Linked DNA regions of Mus musculus: region 1 is linked to region 2. The links are chromatin contacts, called in public HiChIP or PLAC-seq maps. All regions are on one chromosome and are shown on one strand. Each heading gives the region's core, a stretch centred on a gene start, on an enhancer-like site or on the middle of the called end of the contact. The rest is flanking DNA. Distances are from core to core; before and after follow the strand shown.

Region 1 (3,577 bases), core at 666-3,165, 47 kb after region 2:
GTCCAAACAGTGCACCTTCCTTGGGCAAGCTGCAGAACACAAGCTACCTTGCAGGACCACAAGTTACCTTGTATGTGCAGATAGTCAGTTTCCTCTTTCTAGTCTCAGTGTTTCTCTGCAGTAGTGTATTGCACATCTGGAAGACCTGCTGCATGACAGCATCTTGCCTCAGGTCATCACGGCCCTTCAGAACAACCAGACATGAACAGGCAGAGTTTACTTTATTATAAGCACAGAGTCATCTAAGAAAAGGCAGAACTAGTCAATCTGAGTTTCTACACTCATCTTCAGAATGTCTTGAATAATTAATACCTACTGTCATTTTTCACTTAGAAAAAAAAAAAAAAACAAAACCTATGAAACTGGGAAGCAGATTGATACAAAGGCCAAGTTCCTCTTAGCTGCTTCTCTAATAACTAAACTAACTCCTTCAACTGAAGGCACAATACAAAACACCCAAATAAAGTAATCTTTCATTTCTCTTCTATTTTCAGCAAGACTCCAAAAGCACCTAAGCAGCAATGCAAAGCAGGGAGTGCTGCTACTTCTCAGGAGCAAGTGGCACTGTGTCAGGCCCGGGATATTGAGTACAGGCCTTAAATTGTTCTAATCCCCACCATAAGCCTTTTTTACAAGTAAGCTCATAGCGTGTGCAATTCTTTCTCTTGAATCAACTGTGCAAGAGCCTGCTAAGCCCAGTACTGCCGACTTACAGTCTCAGCTTCTCCAGAGGCTCAGGTAAGAGGGTCTTAAATTCAAGCCCCGCCCAGGGAGCTTAGCAAGACCCTGTGTCAAATAAAACCTAAAGGAGAGCTGGGATGTAACTCAGAAGCAGATGAGCATGAGCGAGGCCCTGGTTCTAATCCATAATAGCAGGACACAAAAACAAAAATTACAGTCTTTCAGAGAAGACACACAATTCTAAAAAGCAGTTTGATTCTATCACACTGTATTTCTACTTCAAAAATGTTTTCTACCTGTCATTATTCAGGATAAAGCTAGATCCAGACAACCAAATGAGGTAAGAATTAAATATCCTGCTGTTGATGTTGATGGCATTAATCCTCTGAAGACTATACCAGAAACAGGAAGTCTTACCTTCACAAGCTGTCTCCTTTCCTTGCCATCAGAACCCACACAATCTATTATTTTGGGTAAATTTAAGCCTCCAGCTAAGCGAAATTCTGTTTTAAATGATTTTATAGTCACCAGATTTTCATACTCTCCTGTGGGATCAACCTAATAAATGATGATAAATAATTATTATAGGTCAGACAAACAAAACAGGAGAATAACTAATGATAAACAGTAAACAACCACAAATGATAACTCTGCTAATTAACAGCTGGGTTTCTAATTTCTAATTTGTTTAATTCAAGTTAGAATTAATGACACTGATAGATTTTTATTACGTTTGCTTATTTACTTGGTGTGTATGTGTGTGTATTTGGGTGACCACACATATGTGTCACCATGCTGGTACCCAGGCAGAGCTCTGGTTTAAATGATTGGCAGCAAGTGTCTTTACTTGCTGCCCAGATTTTTAAAATTACATATAACACAGTTTACTTTCTTAAACATCTTTTCATAAATCTTCAGCATTTTAAGTCAATTAAATAGTACTGCTGAAAAACTACTGAAAACTAGAACTTAGTTGTTATTTACATATGTTGAAAAAAATCTAAGGAATTATTTAATTCACAAGAGTATCATGTAAAATTTTAAAAGAGGAAATATTCAGCTAAACCACATAGCCTGTATCTGTTAACCTGCATGATGCAATAATGGGTCAAACTCAGTAACAAGAACACTAATCTTAGTGTACACATTGGAAGGAGAAAGAGAGCTGTACCATGGACCTAACGCATCAGCTTCTAAAATGGTAACCTTTAGTGTTACACACATCCTGCCCACATGGTACTTCTAGGAATAAAAGATCACTATGAATAGGTGTTTAGTACGTATACACAGCAACTTAGAGGTACCATAACACCTACTGTTTTACTAAATAATATAGTTACATCACAGCCAATACATCCCAGTGCATACTGAATGACTAAAAACCAAAACGGCGACAACAAAAATGATGGAGTGGTGTTGCCCACCCGCAAACCAGAGGTAGAGTGTTCCATCACCATGGGCATGAAACACACCCACACACTGAGAAAGAATAATACAGAGAAAAACAGTGAACGGGACACAGGTCTGTAGTCCCAGGTACTCAAAAGACAGAGAGGAGGATGGTCAAGTTCTAGTCTTGCTTCAATTACAGAGCAGGTTCATAGTCAACAAAGTGAGACCCTGCCTTAAACGTATAAAAAAGGCTTCCCCAGTGCATAATAGGTTCAGTCCCTAGAGTTAAAATAACAATAAGAGATAACAGGAAAGAAAAGAAGGGAGGGAGGGAGGGAGGGAGGGAGGAAGGGAGGAAGGGAGAGAGAGAGAGGTGGGGGAAGGGAGAAAAAAAGAAAGAAAAAAATCTAATGGACAACCTATAGGTAGAAAGATATGAAACTACAATAATTAGCCATTTGGACTGAAAAAAAATCTACAAATAATTTAATCTACTAATGTGTAATTTAGTCTTATTTTTTTTTAAAGATTTATTTATTTATTATATGTAAGTACACTGTAGTTGTCTGCAGACAGGCCAGAAGAGGGAGTCAGATCTTGTTACAGATGGTTGTGAGCCACCATGTGGTTGCTGGGATTTGAACTCCGGACCTTCGGAAGAGCAGTCGGGTGCTCTTACCCACTGAGCCATCTCACCAGCCCGTAATTTAGTCTTATTAAAAATCAAGAGTTAACCGTCTTCTGGAGTGTCTGAAGACAGCTACAGTGTACTTAGATATGATAAATAAATAAATCTTTAAAAAAAAATCAAGAGTTAATAGTAAATTACCTTAATTTCCATAGTGGGAACAACAACATCTTCTAAATTCTTCAGTTTAGTGATTGGCTGGTTGGCTGGAATATTGATGCCTTCTACGTTAAAAATAAATAGATTTTAGTGACAGCTGTAAACGGAGGACTATCACTGCAGGTCAAGCTGGACAGCGGCAGTGGTACTTTCACACATACTTCTCTGAGCCCTCCACTGAGAGGCGTCCATGTTTGCCAAGATGATGTAGGCATCGCAGAGCGCCTCCATGTCCTTCACCATCTTACATCGCTTACTTCTGATGGAGTGGATGATTCTGGTTGCAGCCTCTGTTCGATCCTACCATCAACAACAAAGAACAAGACCCACTAAACATTTAAGTTTCTTGGAGCTATACAAAGAGAATCCATGCACAGATCTAGACAACGAAAGGACTATAATTCCTCAGATGCAAACAAAACACCCACTCAGGGAATGAAATACACACATAAAAAAATTCAAGGTTAATGACTTGGGTACTTTTCAAAAATCTGTTTTTCTGGGCCTAGAGAGATGGTTCAGTGGTTAAGAGCACTTGCTGCTCTTTGGGAGGACCATGGTTTGGTTCTCAGAACCTACATGGCAACCCCAGGTCCAGGGACATCCAAAACCCTCTCCTGGCTTCTGTAGGGGCCAGATGTACATATGGTGCAGAGA
Region 2 (3,735 bases), core at 345-2,844:
ACCATATGGTTGCTGGAATTTGAACTCAGGACCTTCGGAAGAGCAGTCTGCGCTTTTAATCACTGAGCCATCTCGCCAGCCCCAGCATTGAGGTTTTTGTTGTTGTTGTTGTTTGTTTGTTTTGTTTTTTCAGGGTTTCTTTGTATAGCCCTGGCTGTCCTGGAACTCACTTTGTAGATCAGGCTGCCCTCGAACTCAGAAATTGGCCTGCCTCTGCCTGGGATTAAAGGCATGTGCCACCATGCCTGACTATAATCCCAAATTTTAAGACATGTTAAAATCTCGACTGTGGCTGATTGAGGGAAAGTCCTAACCACAGCCCACAATCCCTTGCCTAAAACACCCAGTCTGCAACGCTGGAGAGGGTCTGTGCCCTGCCCCCAATTCCCCTTGCAGTTCCAAGACAGCCAGGACTACATGGAGAAACCCTGCCTTGGAAAAAAAAAAAAAAAACCCTTATGGAAAAAAAATTTAAACAAAAACAAGAAAATTAATCCTTTTTTTTTTTTTTTTTTTTTTTTTTTTTTTTTTTTACAAAGTGAGTTCCAGGGCAGCCAAAACTACACAGAGAAACCCTGTCTCGAAAAAAAAAAAATTTACTCCTATCTGTGTGCTAACACGTGGCTGGTTCTGACTCCCAGCTTCATGCTCCCAGGAATAAGACTTAGACTCAAAATATATTTACAAATACCTTGGCCATAAAGCCAGGGTTTTCTCTGACTAGATCATAACTTACATAATCGACATAAACCCATTATTTTAACCTACATTTTGCCACATGGCTGGCTATCAATGCTCAGGCACCATGAGTCGGTCTCCTCACATCTTCCCGGGCTATTCTCCCTTGGGACTCTATCCCAGAATCCTTTCTGCCTCCTGGATGTTCCACCTCCCATTTCCTGCCTAAGCCATAGGCCACAGACTTTTTAATTGACAGGTGATGCATCCATACAACACACAAGTATTCTCTCTACGCATGGCCACAGTGTCTTGAAGGAGAACCAAAGCCCAAGGCCCTGTTTATGGAAACTGTGATAATTTTGAAGGTCTTGACATTCACTTTGTCACCGAATTTCCTACAGAGATTCCGCCCCCACCCCCCGTAAAAATGCATTTAGTATGTAAGGAAAATATTTTCCTAGAAGTTCATCTTCCTCACAAATTATGTTCCATGCAAGAACATAGAACTGGGCAGGTCTGAATACTCTTCATTTTACATTGTTACACTCTGACATTGAGGTAATGTCGGCGTGCAGGATATTCAACATTCAAGTCAATAAAGCATGCATTAAATATGCAGTGTGCTTTCGGGTTCTGTGAAGTCCTCTATTTAAAACCCGTGTCAGGCTAAGGAGCTTAAATTTAGAAATAGCGTTAGTCTGAGACCTCATGTTACTTAGGCCTTCAGCAAGGCCCGTCACATGCCCGAGATCTCTCTGAGTTCCTTTCTCAAGTCCTCTGCCTCTATGGCACTGAGACTGGAAGAGAGCGAGATTTCTACCAGAACAAACATCAAAGTGAGAATGGTCAGGGTTGGGGGCGGGGCCTAAGAAGGTTGCTAGGGAAGGAGCTATTAAGTCATTTCCGACTGACTAAGTCGTTACCAAGGAAACAGCGGAGAGCGACAGAGATTGGCAAGTCAAGGGACATGTTCCCTCCCCAGCTCCTTTCTGCTCTGGTGTCTGGTTTGATCTTGGCCTGCTGAAAGACGCTAAATACTCACGATCTTAGTATGCTACCATCCTTCTCCATGCTCTGTTCCCCAAACCCCTCTCCTGGCACAGTTGCTCTGCTGTGATGGAAAAGCTTTCCTCTACCTCACCAACCCCCACTCCAGCCTCGCCCTAACTCAGGAGCTGCAGCTTCGGGGATATTGCTAACCCACCTCTCGCATTGGGTTTCCTCCACCCTGTTAAATGCAGTATGTGGTTTTAGATTTTTCTCCCTAAAATATTTAGAGATGGAGGGAGCATTCTAAAGGGTACATGCTTAGGATTTCTGTCTTGTCCCTCAGTATCAAGATGTATAGGTAAAGAGGAATAGCAAAATCGTGAAGACACATTTGCTGAAAAAAATAAAATTTAGTAAAGAGAACGGGAATACGGGTTTGGAGTTGGAGGAAACCACAGGACAAGGGTGTCCACTTGCAGGGCTCCCTCTGAATCCCAGCACAGGGCTATTGGTTTGAGACTGGCTGGTAGTCCTCTCCTAATTGGCAGTTCGCACCTGGGTGTAGTAAAGTCCTGACTTAAGCAATGGTTTCCTTGTGCTCCTTGGGTCTTAGAATTGAAGTATTTCCCACGTGGTTTGAAGCCTCATAGCAAACGGTTCTGCTCTGAATCATAAGTTTCCTTTACCCTCTCCTGCGCCTTTCATCTCTCCTTCTCTAACAATATTTTCACGTTTTAGTGCCTCATATTTAAAAAAGACAAGCCCTCTTGAGTCCAGCCTCATCTTCTGGCTACTGTGTCCCTGCTTCCACATAACAGCCCAGAGCCTACTTTGTCAATTCCTCAACAACCTCGGTCTTTTGCTCTGCGGCTCCACTGCTGGTAATCAGCAGTTAGGTCTCTCTCTCTCATTTTTGACTGTACTCATGCACATTTACCTGACCTGCCATTTAGTACACTAGCAACATTTAGTATAGTTGAACGTGCCAAGGCTTTTTGGTCTTCTTTCTCCTTTCACGAAGTGCCTTTGTTCCTCGGGATCGTTTCTGCGTTGCTGTGCTAGTCACGACAGAATGGCAATGCACACGCTACACCTTTAATTTGCATCATTAACACATCGCCATAGATCCTTAAATCTTAAGTCAACTAGAAAAAGTCATAAATACCGATTTAAAACATTTGATAGTTTTCACAATGCAAATACTCTTAGGGCCAGTCTTATAGCCTCAGAACTTGAGAGAAGCTGGGCAAGGTTAACCCCTAGTCTCTTCCTTATCGTTATTGTTATTGCTGTTGTTTTGCGATTCTTCTGGAAGTGTCAGGCAAACACTCTTTCCCTGAGCTACAGCTCCGGCCCTTCCTCTTCCCACCATGTAGGTTCAATTATCAGCTCAAGTGCAACGCAACAGTTAATTGCTGGAGATTTCAAAAAAAAAAAAAAGTCTTTACATTTACCTGTGTGTATGTGTGTAGGCATTCAAACTGAGATTGTCACGCTGGCAGAGCAAGAAGTTACTCAGTGAGCTTTCTCTCCAACCCCTCAATTCACTTTTATCTCATATGCTAACACAAGAATCAACTCAGCATACGTCCCCAGAACACCCTCACAGTAGAACAACTTGACATCCACCACCTCTCCCATCACAGCTTTGGAAACCTTGGAAGGGGCTAAGAACTAGACTCTCTCCTGAGTTCTCTACTACTCTTTACAGTTCAAATAGAAACTGAAGTGCAAGTAGTGATTTTTGTTTCACCCCTTAATAGTACAAGCTTCATGTTTTTTTTTTTAAAGTAATGCATGATATATAAAATGGACAATGTAGTTAAAGTCTATAACCAATCCCAGTTCTAGGCTAGAGGCTTGGGAAACCTTGTGGCTACAGCTGTTTAAGTCGTACAATAGAGTATGTAAAGGTCACAGACTTTAAAGACATAGATGGAGCTCAACTCTGGCTAGTTATTTACAATTTGAACTTAAATCTTTTTTTTTTTTTTTTTTTTTTTTTTTTGGTTTTTCCAGACAGGGTTTCTCTGTGTAGCCCTGGCTGTCCTGGAACTCACTCTG

Evidence for each region. HiChIP or PLAC-seq counts read pairs in DNA pulled down with a chosen protein or histone mark.
Region 1: a contact with region 2 is called in a BATF HiChIP or PLAC-seq map of CD8 T cells, with 19 read pairs. The contact joins the enhancer-like site here to the promoter of 4930550C14Rik in region 2. A contact is called at or near these places in 2 of 39 promoter capture datasets (the 3T3-L1 cell line and 3T3-L1-derived adipocytes), 3 of 484 Hi-C or Micro-C datasets (the P5424 cell line, Th1 cells and uterus), 2 of 115 datasets of contacts at active chromatin or transcription factors (CD8 T cells and embryonic stem cells) and 3 of 9 other capture datasets (adipose tissue, liver and pancreatic islet).

Annotation. Positions count from the first base shown.
Region 1 is chr9:53,450,451-53,454,027 of GRCm38.p6, forward strand. It overlaps Atm (ataxia telangiectasia mutated), which reads right to left. Exons shown (of 63, transcript NM_007499.3): 53 at 3,082-3,220; 54 at 2,903-2,985; 55 at 1,099-1,239; 56 at 68-184. Among named protein-coding and RNA genes, the nearest start is that of 4930550C14Rik, 47 kb to the left of the region's middle. Within about 2 kb of position 1,916, at least 10 of the 459 cell types and tissues checked have an H3K27ac peak or open chromatin away from gene starts, as enhancers often do. A contact at or near this core is called in CD8 T cells, where this site is marked.
Region 2 is chr9:53,403,692-53,407,426 of GRCm38.p6, forward strand. 4930550C14Rik (RIKEN cDNA 4930550C14 gene) reads left to right here and starts at 1,595. Exons shown (of 9, transcript NM_001376944.1): 1 at 1,595-1,921.